Regions from separate parts of the Mus musculus genome. Here all the other regions are linked to region 3. Evidence: chromatin contacts called from public HiChIP or PLAC-seq and promoter capture Hi-C data. All regions are on one chromosome and are shown on one strand. Each heading gives the region's core, a stretch centred on a gene start, on an enhancer-like site or on the middle of the called end of the contact. The rest is flanking DNA. Distances are from core to core; before and after follow the strand shown.

The links. Promoter capture Hi-C pulls out the DNA fragments that hold promoters and counts their contacts. HiChIP or PLAC-seq counts read pairs in DNA pulled down with a chosen protein or histone mark. Capture Hi-C pulls out chosen DNA fragments and counts their contacts.
Region 1: a promoter capture Hi-C map of liver shows a contact between it and region 3, with 5 times the contacts expected there. The contact joins the enhancer-like site here to the promoter of Zrsr1 in region 3. A contact is called at or near these places in 5 of 39 promoter capture datasets (the 3T3-L1 cell line, 3T3-L1-derived adipocytes, embryonic stem cells and 1 more), 1 of 484 Hi-C or Micro-C datasets (embryonic stem cells), 2 of 115 datasets of contacts at active chromatin or transcription factors (fibro-adipogenic progenitors and forebrain) and 1 of 9 other capture datasets (adipose tissue).
Region 2: a contact with region 3 is called in a promoter capture Hi-C map of adipose tissue, with 3 times the contacts expected there. The contact joins the promoter of 0610010F05Rik here to the promoter of Zrsr1 in region 3. A contact is called at or near these places in 10 of 39 promoter capture datasets (the 3T3-L1 cell line, cranial neural crest, embryonic stem cells and 6 more), 6 of 115 datasets of contacts at active chromatin or transcription factors (the 230-238 cell line, the SCID.adh cell line, astrocytes and 3 more) and 1 of 9 other capture datasets (adipose tissue).
Region 4: a promoter capture Hi-C map of liver shows a contact between it and region 3, with 4 times the contacts expected there. The contact joins the enhancer-like site here to the promoter of Zrsr1 in region 3. A contact is called at or near these places in 8 of 39 promoter capture datasets (the 3T3-L1 cell line, 3T3-L1-derived adipocytes, embryonic stem cells and 3 more), 2 of 115 datasets of contacts at active chromatin or transcription factors (bone marrow-derived macrophages and large pre-B cells) and 1 of 9 other capture datasets (adipose tissue).
Region 5: a contact with region 3 is called in an H3K27ac HiChIP or PLAC-seq map of microglia, with 6 times the contacts expected there. The contact joins the promoter of Rel here to the promoter of Zrsr1 in region 3. A contact is called at or near these places in 1 of 115 datasets of contacts at active chromatin or transcription factors (microglia) and 1 of 9 other capture datasets (pancreatic islet).

The regions. Positions count from the first base shown.
Region 1 is chr11:22,319,152-22,322,047 of GRCm38.p6, forward strand. No RefSeq gene overlaps it. Among named protein-coding and RNA genes, the nearest start is that of Ehbp1, 34 kb to the left of the region's middle. Within about 2 kb of position 1,505, at least 2 of the 459 cell types and tissues checked have an H3K27ac peak or open chromatin away from gene starts, as enhancers often do.
Region 2 is chr11:23,632,226-23,634,925 of GRCm38.p6, forward strand. 0610010F05Rik (RIKEN cDNA 0610010F05 gene) reads right to left here and starts at 1,406. Exons shown (of 22, transcript NM_027860.3): 1 at 1,268-1,406.
Region 3 is chr11:22,970,740-22,973,439 of GRCm38.p6, forward strand. It overlaps Zrsr1 (zinc finger (CCCH type), RNA binding motif and serine/arginine rich 1), which reads left to right and starts at 1,266. Exons shown (of 1, transcript NM_011663.3): 1 at 1,266-2,700. The coding sequence starts at 2,489. The region is part of intron 1 of Commd1 (COMM domain containing 1); the gene reads right to left.
Region 4 is chr11:22,371,692-22,374,391 of GRCm38.p6, forward strand. No RefSeq gene overlaps it. Among named protein-coding and RNA genes, the nearest start is that of Gm39609, 70 kb to the right of the region's middle. Within about 2 kb of position 1,445, at least 14 of the 459 cell types and tissues checked have an H3K27ac peak or open chromatin away from gene starts, as enhancers often do. A contact at or near this core is called in liver, where this site is marked.
Region 5 is chr11:23,769,565-23,772,264 of GRCm38.p6, forward strand. It overlaps Rel (reticuloendotheliosis oncogene), which reads right to left and starts at 1,405. Exons shown (of 10, transcript NM_009044.3): 1 at 1,116-1,405. The coding sequence starts at 1,125.

The sequences.
Region 1 (2,896 bases), core at 255-2,754, 650 kb before region 3:
TGTCTAATTTATAAATCCAATAGCAAATTACCTTCTTCACTAATTTGTTTTCAAGCTAAAAATCAGAGCCTGAAAGAGAACATTTCTTTAAAAACCCACTATTCTCCACTTCTCTTGAAATTAAGTTCCAAAGAAAAAGAATCTATTAAGTCCCAGTCTTCTTTGCAAGGTGGGTGCCTCTAAGATTTCATAACCCATAACATCATCTATCCTATCAGCTCATTTCTCAGGGCATCATCTACCTATCAGCTCATGTGGAGACTTTGGCAGTAACTGAGTCTCTGGCTGGCTGTCCTTCCTTGAGCCTATTTAGCTATATGCTGCATAAAGAACATAGATTCTTATCTCCTGGATCTGCCTATAGCTAGCCTGTACATAGGCCTCTTTTAAGAAATACATTTGTCTTTATACATTTAAGCATTTAATATACATAGAAAATTAATAAAACATTTGGAACCATTTCATTAGTCTATATGACCTGTATTTAGGTTACATGAAACAGTAAGGCATGAGAAAGAATGAATGTGAGAATAAGGAAGAGGAGGGAAGGAAGGAGGAAGGAAGGAAGGAAGGAAGGAAGGGAGGGAGGGAGGGAGGGAGGGAGGGAGGAAGGGGAATAAGAAGGGAAGTGAACTAGGAAGGAGAAACGAATGGGTGAGTTCCCTGAGGAATTATTATGTTGTCTTAGTTATTATTATATTGCTATGAGGAGATTCCATGAATCAAGAAACATTATTATTATTATCATTAAGACAGGGTTCCTCTGTGTAGTTCTGACTGTCATGGAATTCACTATATAGACCTGACAGACCTCGAACTCACAGAGATTTGCCAGCCTCTGCTTCCCAGATTAAAGGTGTGCACTACCATGAACAAGATGACTTTTAAGAGAAAGCATTTAAGCATTTGACTGGGGGCTTGCTTACACTTTCGAGGGTTATTCCGTGACAGTCATGGAGGGCATTGGTAAGCAGACAGCCTGGCATGGTGCTGGAGCAGCGGCTGAGAGCTCACATTCAATTTGCAAGTTTCAGGAATAGAGAGCACAAGAGTGGGCATGTCCTGGACTTTTAAAACTCAAAGCCCACCCACAGTAACACACCTGTTCCAACAAGGTCACACATTCTCCAGCAAGGCAACACTTCCTATTCCTTCCCAAACAGCACCACAACCTGAGGACTAGAGAGTCAAATATACAAGCCTGGGAAGGCCATTCTCATTCAAACCACCATATATGCCATGCCTCAAAAGCATTTTTAAGCTTTGTTAAAATGCCTAGGCTAATAGCTACCATATGTGTGCTGGTACCCAGGAGGCCAGAAGAGTGTAATTGCTGTTAGAGATAGTTAAGAGCCACTCCACCAAGTGGGTGCAGGAAACTGAACTTGGGTCCTCTAAAAGAGCAGAAGTACTCAACAGCTGAGGCTTCTCTCTAGCTCCTGCAAACTCATTCCATTGTGGTTTTAAAAACAGGCAAGTGAGGAGTGATGACTTAGAATTTCTCAAGAGTACATTCTTCCACAAAGAAGACAACTTCTGTCATAGATAACCTTATTTTTCTTGGGTACTGAGCTCTATGTATCTGGAAACTGCTAAAGTCCTTGAAAACTGTGAAGCAACTTATTTCAGCAATTTTAGAGCATTTCTGCCATTAAAAATTAGTGTATTTTTACAACACTAGTTAATATTTTAAATAATGCATGCACTGTCCTTTGATAGTTCAACTAGAATGCTCCTTTTGCTTCAGTTGGAGATTAAACATGGCTAACAGTGGGATAGGCCCAAGCAAAGCAATTAGTTTCTGGACACTATTATTTTCAGAAGGAAGTTTCAGTTTCCTCTTATTAACAGGAGGATTGTCTTTAGGTTTGAAAAACAAAGGCAGCATTTGAAAACATTTGCTTGTATTTTGTGAGGTAGTTTGATCACTGAAAGACAGGGTACCAGAAACAATCACCTTTCCTTAATATCTCTTAACATCAGTGGATTCAATTCCCCAATAAAAAGACATAGACTAACAGACTAGCTACATAAATAGGACCCAACATTTTGCTGCATACAGGAAACCCACCTCAGGGACAAAGACAGACACTACCTCAGAGTAAAAGGCTGGAAAACAATTTTCCAAGCAAATGGTCCAAAGAAACAAGCTGGAATAGCCATTCTAATATCAAATAAAATTGACTTCCAACCCAAAGTTATCAAAAAAGACAAAGATGGGCACTTCATACTCATCAAAGGTAAAATCTTCCAAGATGAACTCTCATTTCTGAATATCTATGCTCCAACTGCAAGGGCATCCACATAAAGAAACTATAGTAAAGCTCAAAGCACACATTGCACCTCACACAATAGTGAGAGACCTCAACACCCCACTCTCACCAATGGACAGATCCTGGAAACAGAAAATAAACAGAGACACATTGAAACTAACAGAAGTTATGAAACAAATGGATTTAACAGATATCCACAGAATATTTTACCCTAAAACAAAAGGATATACCTTCTTCTCAGCACCTCATGGTACCTGCTCCAAAACTGACCATATAATCAGTCACAAAACAGGCCTCATCAGATACAAAAATATTGAAATTATCCCATACATCCTATCAGATCACCACGGACTAAGGCTGATCTTAAATAACAATATAAATAATTGAAAGCCAACGCTGACTTGGTAGCTGAACAACACTCTACTCAATGATACCTTGGTCAAGGAAGAAATAAACAAATAAATTAAAGACTTTTTAGAGTTTAATGAAAATGAAGCCACAACATATCCAATTATGGGACACAATGAATGCAGTCTTTTTTTTTTTTTCCATTTTTTATTAGGTATTTAACTCATTTACATTTCCAATGCTATACCAAAAGTCCCCCATATCCACCCACCCCC
Region 2 (2,700 bases), core at 156-2,655, 660 kb after region 3:
GGGTTGGACAACCAGCACTGGAAAGGAGAAAAGGCGACTAAACAGTTTAAAGTAGAACTCAAGACAAAGACCCCTTGTGTGCTGCTTTTTCACTTTTAACTTTCAGATATTTAATTAAAATTTATTTTCTGTTTTTGGTGGTGGTGGTGGCAGTGTACTCCACAAATGAGCTAAGTTCCCAGCACTTAATTAAAATAACAAGAAAGATGTCTCCATCAAATTCTTAAAAACTTGTATATTTCAAATATAATACTCATTTATTCGTGGTAATGGATGATTTAAGTAACTTGGGTGTGAATTTTTTTTCTGTTGACACAATTGAATCTTTCCAATCAAGGGAAAAAAACTACTGTGTATTCTAGTTAAACTAATCTCTGAGAATGTTTCCTTTAGGGTATGAATAACATACAGTCTTAGAACAGCTGGCACATGCATCTCATTCTGGAGAAAGGTATAAACGTATAAAAAACTATGACCAAAAGAAAATATCTAAAACTCAAAATTATCCTCTCATGCATGACACCATACTTTAAAAGTGTTTAAGGTATAATATATTTAGTAAATAAATAACATTATTTACTAAAATATAAAAATTCTATTGTTTTAACATTTTACACCTTTAAAGAACATAACCTATTCCTTATTTTGGCTTATTCATATGGACAAGCATCTGCTTTTCATTTTTCAATGAAAAGGGGGCTCTTGATCTTTCCCTAGGCAGAGGAGGGAGTGGAGGTGGGGGGTGGTCACAGGGACAGGTGGAAGGCCTCTGGCACAGCAGAGGGAGGCTGTTAGTCCTGATCTACAACAGACTTCCTGACTCTCATCCACACGTGTGACCCAGCCGGTTGGCTCTGATTCTGAAAGACCGGACATCACTGCCCACCCGGGTAAGTAGCCTTTCCAAGCCCGGGTCCGAGGCTCCCTGCGCGGCGCGTCCTCGGGACCGGGATTCCGCGGCGTGGACACCGACTCGAGGCGCGGGCTGGAGAGGAGCAGACAAAGGCATCGGAAAGCAGCCTGGCGGGGACTGTGAGGGCCGGAGTCCGGCGACCGAAGCTGGGCTCCGTCGCCAAGAGCGTAGGCGAGGGCGGCGGCGGGACGGGGCCGCAGGCAGCGCCCGGGCGTCCGCGGGCTTCCGGGCAGCGGGGCCCCGCACCGCCCGCCCGCCCGCCAGTCCGCCCGCCCGGATGGGCAGCGGCGCTCCCGGCCCTCGCCCCACTCCAGCTTCCGAGTGGGTGCCCCAGCCTCTCAGCGTCTCTCTCACCTCCACAGGGCCGCGGCGGCCCTCACCGCGCCGGTGTCACCTGCAGCGGCCAGCACCGCCCGCGCTCGCGCCCAGAACGGCGCGACCCGGCGCACACGCCAGGCTGAGGCGGCCTCACGAGCCGCGGCCGCACCCGCCTGCGCCCGCTAGCCAGCCGCCCAGCAAGAGCGCCGAGGGGCGGGGCCTGATCGACGCGCCCGGGCCAATCGCAAGCTAGCGCCGCAGCAGAGCATCCAATGAGCGACGAGATCCTGCGGGTGGGCGGGTGCGGGCGGTGCCAGAGTGCAGCCCACCGCTGCACAGAGCCTGCTCTTCACCCTGCCCTCTCTGGCTCGTCCTCTCTGGCCTGTCGCAGTGCAGCGTCCCCACTCTCTTAGCGTCATGTCTCTTAGCGACTAGGTCCTCAGCGCTTGATCTTGAACGTGGGAGATAAAGGGAGCTCGAATGAAAAGAATAAATCTTTCCCTGTCACTCATTTTGCTATAAGCTGCTTAGGTTCAACAGAAAAAATATATGATTGGATAGGGCGTTGGCTGGGACTTAGAAACATACTGTAAACTGAAAAGCTGGCGACTTCTCAGATATAGTGTGGCAAATGTTCCAGTGTTAAACTTGGAAGGCTGATTGATGTTCAGTCTTAGAGCACTGATGGAAATGTATTAGTGGCCAGATGTGAGTTTTCGTTGGCAATCACTCCATGGTTCTGGCAAGATTAAACTAAAACAGTGTCCACTAATAAACCTGTTTGCAAGCAGAGAGAGACAGAGACAGAGAGAGAGAGAGAGAGAGAGAGAGAGACAGAGAGAGAGAGAGACAGAGACAGAGACAGAGACAGTGAGAACGAGCAATGTATTCAGTGTAAGCTGTATATCAAAAAGAATATAAGTAACTCTCAATGTTATGGTTTCGATCAAATCTTCATTTCTTTTTTGTTTCCCAGAGGAAGTTGAACGTTTGTTTGTTTTTTGTTGTTGTTTATTGTTTTCTCTTCAATCGCCTTATCTGCCAAGGCTTTCCTCCTACCACTCAAATAGATCTCCCTTCCCACTGGGGGGAGGTGGTCTCAATGTGCAGGTAGAGTCCAAATTATGCCCAAGGAATGAGGCTTCCACATTTGATAATGGGCCTCAGACCTCAGCGAAGCTCCGAGTAGCACGGTGAGAGAAGCACTTGGATCATTTCGCAGGCTCAGGCTTCCTGCTGGGAGCGAATGGTCCCTGTCTTGCTCTCAGGAGAACATGTGTTCACATTCAGCTTGAACTTCAGTGGCTGCACATAGAGCTTTCGACCTCCAAGTCAGATAAGTGTGGCAGCAGATAAGCCACGGTTTCTGCTTTATGAATGCTTCGTGATGCCCAGGTTTTTGTAACCAGACTTGTGAAGGGCTCATTTGTCAAATTAATGCATGCAGTAAAGGAAGCCTATCATCCATG
Region 3 (2,700 bases), core at 16-2,515:
CTTCTGTAAGACTGGACCTGACCTCCAGCTAAGATACATCACACAGGTGAGCACCTTGGGGATAAAGACTTAGGACCATATTTAGAAATTTAAAGTGTGAACCTTGTATGATGACCCTCAGCATAAAATATAACTTTTGCTATACACAGGTATCTACCTTCTTTCTTGTGACACAGAGGCAGGCAGAGCTTTCTTCTTAGTTAGGGTTTTACTGCTGTGAATAGACACCATGACCAAGGCAAGTCTTATAAAGGACAACATTTAACTAGGGCTGGCTTACAGATTCAGAGGTTCAGTCCATTACCATCAAGGCAGGAACACGGTAGCACACAGGCATGGTGCAGGAAGAGCTGAGAGTCTGACATCTTCATCTGAAAGCTGCTAGAAGACTAGCTTCCAGGCATCTAGGATGTGGGTCTTAAAGCCAATGACACACTTACTCCAGCAAGGCCACAGCTTCTAACAGTGCCACTCCCTATACAAACCATCACATTCTACTCCCTGGCCCCTATAGGCTTGTGCAAGCATAAGAGCCTATGGGGATCATACCTAAACATAGCATGATGCAAGGCCAGTCTAGTCTACAGAGCAAGTTCCAGGACAGCCACAGCTACACAGTAAAACCCTTGTCTCTGAAAAAACAAACAAACAAACAAACAAAAATAAAAGATTTTTTTCTTGGCTTAAACACTTGTCTGAGCAGTCTTCTCTGGTGAATACCCCACAAAACTACATTACAGAACAAATGAAAGGAATGTGTTTGCAAAAAACAAAACACATTCAATTTTTTATTCCCTTGGTTTTTCGAGACAGGGTTTCTCTGTGTAGCCCTGGCTGTCCTGGAACTCACACTGTAGACCAGGCTGGCCTCGAACTCAGAAATCCGCCTGCCTTTGCCTCCCGAGTGCTGGGATTAAAGGCGTGCGACACCACACCAGGCCCACATTCAATATTTAAAAAACAAAACAACAACAAAACCAAAACCCCTTACTTTCCACAAGAGTGAGGAGCTGAAGCCAGAAAAACGGTTTACCTGGTAAAGCCCTTGACAAACAAATATAAGAACTTAATTTCTATTCCCAGCACCCACATAAACAAGCCCGGGAAGGTGAGCTGCCAGCACCGGCATGGAGGGGTGCCCTGCAGTGAGACAAGCCTGCCCCGGCTCAGGGCTGAGCATTCTTACTGCAGGAGCACTCCCACTGCAGGGGGCGGAGACAAAAAAAGCAGTAAATCGTACTGCGCAGGCCTGCCTTTCCCGGAGTAAAGACGTAACTGCAGATTACAGGGTAACTGCGCAGATCAGACATACTGCGGATAACTGCAGATACCTGGATGACTGCGCAGGCGGACCGTACTGCAGATAACCACCCGCAACTGCGCAGGCCGGTCGGTAAGGCAGATAACCACTGTTCCAGCTGTACCATGGATAACCGGGTAACTACGTAGGCTGATCATACTACGGATAACCAGGTAACTGCGCAGGCCGGCCATGCCACGGAGGCTGGCCTTAAAGCGGATAACCGGGTAACTGCACAGGCCAGCTGTGCCATGCATAACCAGTAACTGCATAGGCTGGCCGTACCACAGATAACCACGGATACCTGGGTAACTGCGCAGGCAGGCCGTACTGCGGATAGCCAGGTAACTGCGCAGGCTGGCTGTACCACGGATAATCGCGGATAATTGGTAACTGCGGCCGCCCCACAGATAATTGGGTAACTGCGCAGGCAGGCCATACCACGGATAACTGGATAGACGGATAACTGCGCAAGCCGGCCATACCGGCCCGGCCGGGTAACTGCATGGGCAGGCCTATGTACTGCGGATAAACGGATAACCGGGTGACTGCCCAGGCAGGCCGTACTGCGGATAACTGGATAATCGGGTAACTGCGCAGACCATCCGTACCTCCGAAAACTGGGTAACTGCGCAGGCCTACCACGGATAAGTGGGTAACTGCGTGGGATAACTGGATAATCGGGTCACTGCGCAGGCAGGCTGTGCCACGGATAACCGGACAACCGGGTAACTGCACGGATAGGCTTTATCACGGGTAACTGGATAACCGGGTAATTGCGCAGGCTGGCAGTACCACGGATAACCGGATAACTGCGCAGGCAGGCCTACGTACTGCGGATAACCGAGTGACTGCGCAGGTAGGCGGTACAGCCCACATTCCAACGCAAACACTGGCCTTCGACTGCGCATGCGCACATTCAACTACTGGTTGCTGCATTGCGCAAACACGCCGGTGACTCAGCTGGTTCAAGCTTTCTAGGCTGGTGGAAAGGAAAGTCAACTGGGCTGAATGGTGCCACCCTGAAGTTGCTGTCCAGGAAGGTAACGAACATTAAACAGCAGAACAACTTAGCAGCGGGCGACATTTTCAATCCACAGCGTGAGAAAAAGAGATTATCGCGAGATCCGGGAAGAGCCCCCCCCCCCCCCCCCCCCCCCCCCCCCCCCCCCCCCGCTCTGCGGTAAAATGGCATCACGGCAGACCGCGATTCCTGAGAAACTCAGCCGAAAACAATACAAGGCGGCAATGAAGAAGGAGAAACGCAAGAAACGTCGGCAGAAAATGGCTCGGCTGAGAGCTCTGGAAGCCCCACCAGAGGAGGACGATGATGTTTCTGCTAACGAAGAACTTGCAGAGCGATTACTGGAGATAGAGCGGCAAAGATTACATGAAGAGTG
Region 4 (2,700 bases), core at 195-2,694, 600 kb before region 3:
AAGAGCAGCCAGTGTACTTAACTTCTGAGTCATCTCTCAAGTGCTGGTGTTTCTTTTTAAATGTAAATGTCTATTTCTTACTGCCAAGTAGCAAAAAGCCTTCAGACAGCTGAATAGATCCTTTTAAACACCAGAGACTTCAGGTTTTCATTTACTTTTTCCAGTAGTTCTCATCTCCTTCCAATAAATTACACTTTTGTATTTCAGTTAGCTGAAGTAATTTCCTATTATATAGGACCATAGAATCATAATTAATGCATCAGTGTATTGAAACTGAACCAGCTGTCTGAACAGAAGGGACTGACTGAAGTTAGAGTTCTTTGAGGTAAAACAAAGAATTCAAAATCCACAACACTTTGTCCAGCACTATTCAGAGCAGGCTACATTGCTCCTGGGAAGTTACTCCATCTGGTGACTACTACAAAGGTATTCTCTACTGTCTTTGGGCCAAGGACAATACTTCAGGATTCATTGTGGCCTAAAAGCTTTCAAAAAAAAAAACAAAACAAAACAAAAACAATAACAAAAACAAAAAAACCCCAAAGATACCTAAAACCATTCAATTATGCATATTGATGGGGTGCCATGTAATGCCCTGGCACATGTATACACTGTATAATGCTTAGTTCAGGTATTATATGTGTATAATATATATATATATATATATAGTTCAGGTATTATATGTATATTATATATTATATATATAATATATAACATATACATATATATAATGTATATATATATATATATACACACACATATATATATTTCCTCAAATATTTGTCATTTTTTTTTCTGGTGAAAACTTCCAAAATTCTTCCTACTAGTTTTTAAATTATCTGGTATAATATTACCTAGATACAAGATATTCCTGAGATCATGGTCCACTTTTCTCTCTGATTCCACATTTACTAGAAGCAGCTTTATAATAAAAATATCAATTTGGGGGAATTAGGATATTAAGAAGAGAGTAGCCCTAAGGTAGACAGCAGCTGTGTGGCTGAGATGGACAGCAGCTGTGTGGCTGAGGTGGAAAGCAGCTGTGTGCAAGGTGGAAAGCAGCTGTGTGGCTGAGGTGGACAGCAGCAGCTGTGTTTGTGAAGTGGACAGCAGCTGTGTGTCTGAAGTGGACAGCAGCTGTGTGTCTGAGGTTGAGAGCAGCTGTGTGGCTGAGGTAGACAGCATCTGTGTGGTTAAAGGTGGACAGCAGCTGTGTGAATTAGGTAGACAGCAGGTGTGGCTCAGGTGGACAGCAGCTGTGTGGCTCAGGTGGACAGCAGCTGTGTGGCTAAAGGTGGATGGCAGCTGTGTGGGATTAGGTAGACAGCAGGTGTGGCTCAGGTGGACGGCAGCTGTGTGGCTGAGGTATATAGCAACTGTAGCAGTATAGACAGCCCACATCTATGGTTTCAGTATGGCAAGTGTGACAGTGTTCCCTGACAGGGGAGGCTTGTCATATTTTAAAGACTCTCCTAGGTGACCTCATCAAGGTGCCACCACCTTTGAATTTACCAATGTTTCTCTAGATTTCTCTCCTACTCTCTGCTGGAATCATGTTGTAACAATATGAAGTCACCCACTACTTTTGCTATGGCCAAGACCTGCATTCTTTGCAATTATGCAGGTTAGACAATGAACAAAACCTAATTAATTGCAATTAAAGAGTTGTGGCAACATCTACTTTTGTAGAATAAAAGTGTTTGCTAAGCAAACAAATGCATTAAACACTAACTCGACCTGTTGCGTGATGAGGCAAGAGATGGGTTAACTGAAGCAACAGGGTACATGCAGTTGCTGGCCCTCTGCCCTGGCGATCCCTGACCTCTGTCATTCTGCCCATGCTTTCTAAAATTTCTCTAAAGAAAAGACATTGAAATGTAGTGTTGTAGTATTGTAGTCTGACTGCAATAACATTAAATTTTCTCTGATTTATTTATTTTTTTCCAATTTTTATTAGATATTTTTAAGTAAATAATTTGCAAATAAATGTTGATTGTTCTATTGTGATTGGTGCTAGGCTAGTTGCAAAATATCACTGTGTCCTATTGAGATATAAATCCTGAAAGAAGAATGTTTGTGCTAATTATGAACTAAATTTAGAAGTGTTTTTTAATGGTTTTATAATTACTGTTATCAATTTATCATTTTCTTGTCAGTTTGAACAAGAGGTACAGAACCCTAATTTTGTAGTTCTAAGAGTGAACTGGAGTAACCAGCTGAAAACTGATAAATTATTTCCATTATCTAGAAGTGTGTTTATTTTTAAGTTTTAACTTTTTGAGACAGGGTTACTCTGTGTAGCCATGGCTGTCCTGGCTTTGTAGTTCTGGCTGGCCCTAAACTCACAGAGATCTGCCTGCCTCTACCTCCCAAGTAGTGGGATTACAGACATGAGCCACCACTCCTGGCTCCACTATCTAGAAGTTTTATGTTTTACATCTGCTTTGCAGATTTAAACCAGTTTCTGCAGTTGGGATAAATAAAGTATTAGTTATAAAAGTTTTGAGAAACCAGAACCAACTGGTAGTAAATGTTGGTTGTTTTAAGATGTTTTCAGTTCGGCAGGGCTTAATCTTTCAGCTATGGCTCTAATGCTGGCTACGATGCCAGGCAAAACTCAAAGCTATCTTCTTATAGTACTTGATTTTTGCCTCTAGAATTACAGACCTATTTCTGAAAAAAAAATATTTTTTCCTGCCA
Region 5 (2,700 bases), core at 155-2,654, 800 kb after region 3:
ACTTAAAGCCTTTTTGTGCTTCTAATCAGAACATGAGTTAAATTTACAAATTTACTAGAGCATCTGAAAGCCTGGCTTCATTTAAATGGGTAAAGAGAAAGTTGAAATATTTTAAACTACACTTGTTTTCTCATGAAAACCACAGACAAACTGAAATCAAGTGTCATGTGAAACACCCCAGTTTCCTTTACAGCAGGAGTTATGATATTGTTCTGCTCAACTCTTAAAGAGTTCACTAAGCTTTCTACTTCCTCTTCTCTGCCAGACGTCGGCTGCCTTCTACTGAGGGTCACTGGGAAGATAAGGGTCAGCGTCCTGCTACAGACAGAAGGTGTCATTTTTAGCTCCCACCACCATCTCAGCTGCTTCAAGTGCTTGCTTTACATATAGTACGACTGTCATACTAAACTCCCCTGTCCTGTAAACTGTTTCTTATAAATGTCCCCCTCAAAGCAGATGATCCAAAACTTACTAGTGGCAGATAAAACACTGACATTAAACGATGACATTTTCAACCCTACCAGTTACTTTAAAGTATAATCAAATCTCGTCCTCTTGCTGCTAACAAAACGCGCGTGCAGGTTTGGGGTTGGGGGTTGAAGGGATCGAGGTCTCTACACGGTAAATTAGACAAGCAACATCTTTAGCTCGTGGGGGCGGGGGTAGTGTTTTCGCTTGGAACGAATTAAAACGCCACTGAGGACTTTCACAGCCACGCCACATTCTGTACCAGTGTCAGCCGCTAGCACGATTGGACTTAAAAAAAGAAAGCTCGTCTGAGGTCCGGAGGTTCCTCTTTTTTGTTCAAAAATGTAAAACTGGGTCTCCATACCACTGAGTCTTTAAACGCGAGGCTTCTCTGCTCTCCTTTACTGAGATTACCCCCTGTGATCCTAAAAGCACACCGTTGGGAATTTCGAAGGTTCTGGCTATTAGGAGAAGATCAGATTACAGTGCGCCGCTTTGATTTCACACGCAAACCCCGGAGCGGGCAACTTTTCAAACGGCTGACAATTTGCCAGATGAGAAGACTTGAAAGGCAGACCGTCCTAACCCCAAACGGAGCCCCCGACAGCTCCTCCCCGTGACCCGCGAGTGCTCGCCCCGGTACTCACTCGAGGCCATGGCTCGGCTCCGCGCGCCGCTCGCTGCAGCTTCCAGCGTCCGGCCCGAGGCTGCAAGGCAGCCAGTCAGTCAGTCAGTGAGTCAGTCAGCCAGGCAGTCGGTCAGGCAGGCAGTCAGCCAGCTAGCCCGTCAGTCAGCCAACCAGTGAGGAGGCTGAGCAGCCTCCGCAGCCGGGACGCCTGTCCTCGGACCACCCCCGGGCCTCCTCTTCTTTCCCGGCTCCTCTGGGTTTGCGGCTCACACCTTCCCACCCCCGAATCTTCGCGCTCCGGTCACTAGTGTCCTGGCGTCGCCTTGCCAGGATGCCGCGGCAGGGGCAGGGGGCGGGGCGGACCGCCCGGCGGAACGTGGGGGGAGGGGGGGGGATTTCCCGCTGCTTACGTCACTCGCGCCACCGCCTACCCGGGGCGGGGGGCGGAGCCTCGCGGCGGGCGCGCGACCCCGCGCGGGCCAGTGCGCTTACTTCCTCCAGAGCCACCACAGCCTGCACGCTCGCGCCGGGAGCTCCGTGAGGGCGCGCAGCGACGACTCCGCGCGTGAGAAGCCGTCGGTCCCTGAGAAATCCCCCTCCTCCAGAGTCCTTGAGAGCGCCGCTTAAAGCCGAGGGGCGTGTTCGTGACGTCATGCTGGCCGAGCGGCCGGAGGCGGGCCGGGCGGTGCACCGGGCGCGCTCCTTGGCCGCCCGAGGCCCGCCCGGGGTTTTCGACCGGTGGTTCCCCCTCTTCCCGATTTCGCACATGCAAATCTCCGCCCCCGCGCCAGAGAGTTGTCCGGGTGCTCTGGAGGGGAAGTGCGGAAGCGCCAGCGCCCGCGTTCGGCAGTAAGGCGCAGATTTGCATACGGGGACCCCCGCAGCCTTATTTTCCCTCTATATCTACATTACGTCTTTTACCTACCAAAGTTTTTCAGCTGCACTGCGAGGCCGCTAACCCCATTCTGTATAAATGTACACGACGTCCAGAGATTGGCCGAGATACCCACGGCCTGAGGCCTGGACCGAACTTTGGTGCTTTGACAGGTCAGGCGGAATCTTGTTTGCCTTCAGTTGCTAATACGCACCTGTTCTCTTAGTCTATGATGTATTAGCATGTCATTGTATACACGAGTATTAGGGTTGATTGGGGTTTGGAGAAGCTGAGTAGCTTGTCCATACTTTAGAGTTCTAGAAAGGAATTGCACGATTTAAGCTTAAGATTATCCAGCCCCGTTTAGCGCACTGCACTCCCAGCACGCGGGAGGCTGAGGTAGGTGGACTGTCTCAACAACAGAAATAACTCAGGGTTATCTGGCTCCACCTCTTACGTTCTCCAGTCATTTACTGACTAAAACAAGTAATGGAGGGGAAATAGAGAATATCATCTTGCATGGCCAACAAGATAGCTTAGAGAATAATTGCGCTTGCTACCAAGCCTGACAAATTGAGTTTGATCCATGGAAGGACAGAATCAACTTCCAAAAGTTGTCCTCTTACCTCTACATGCGCTTCAAAGAACGCCAAAGTGTGTGTGTGTGTGTGGGGGGGGGGGGGTTGGATAATTAAAATATATACTATCCTGTCATAAAAAATTCATCCTG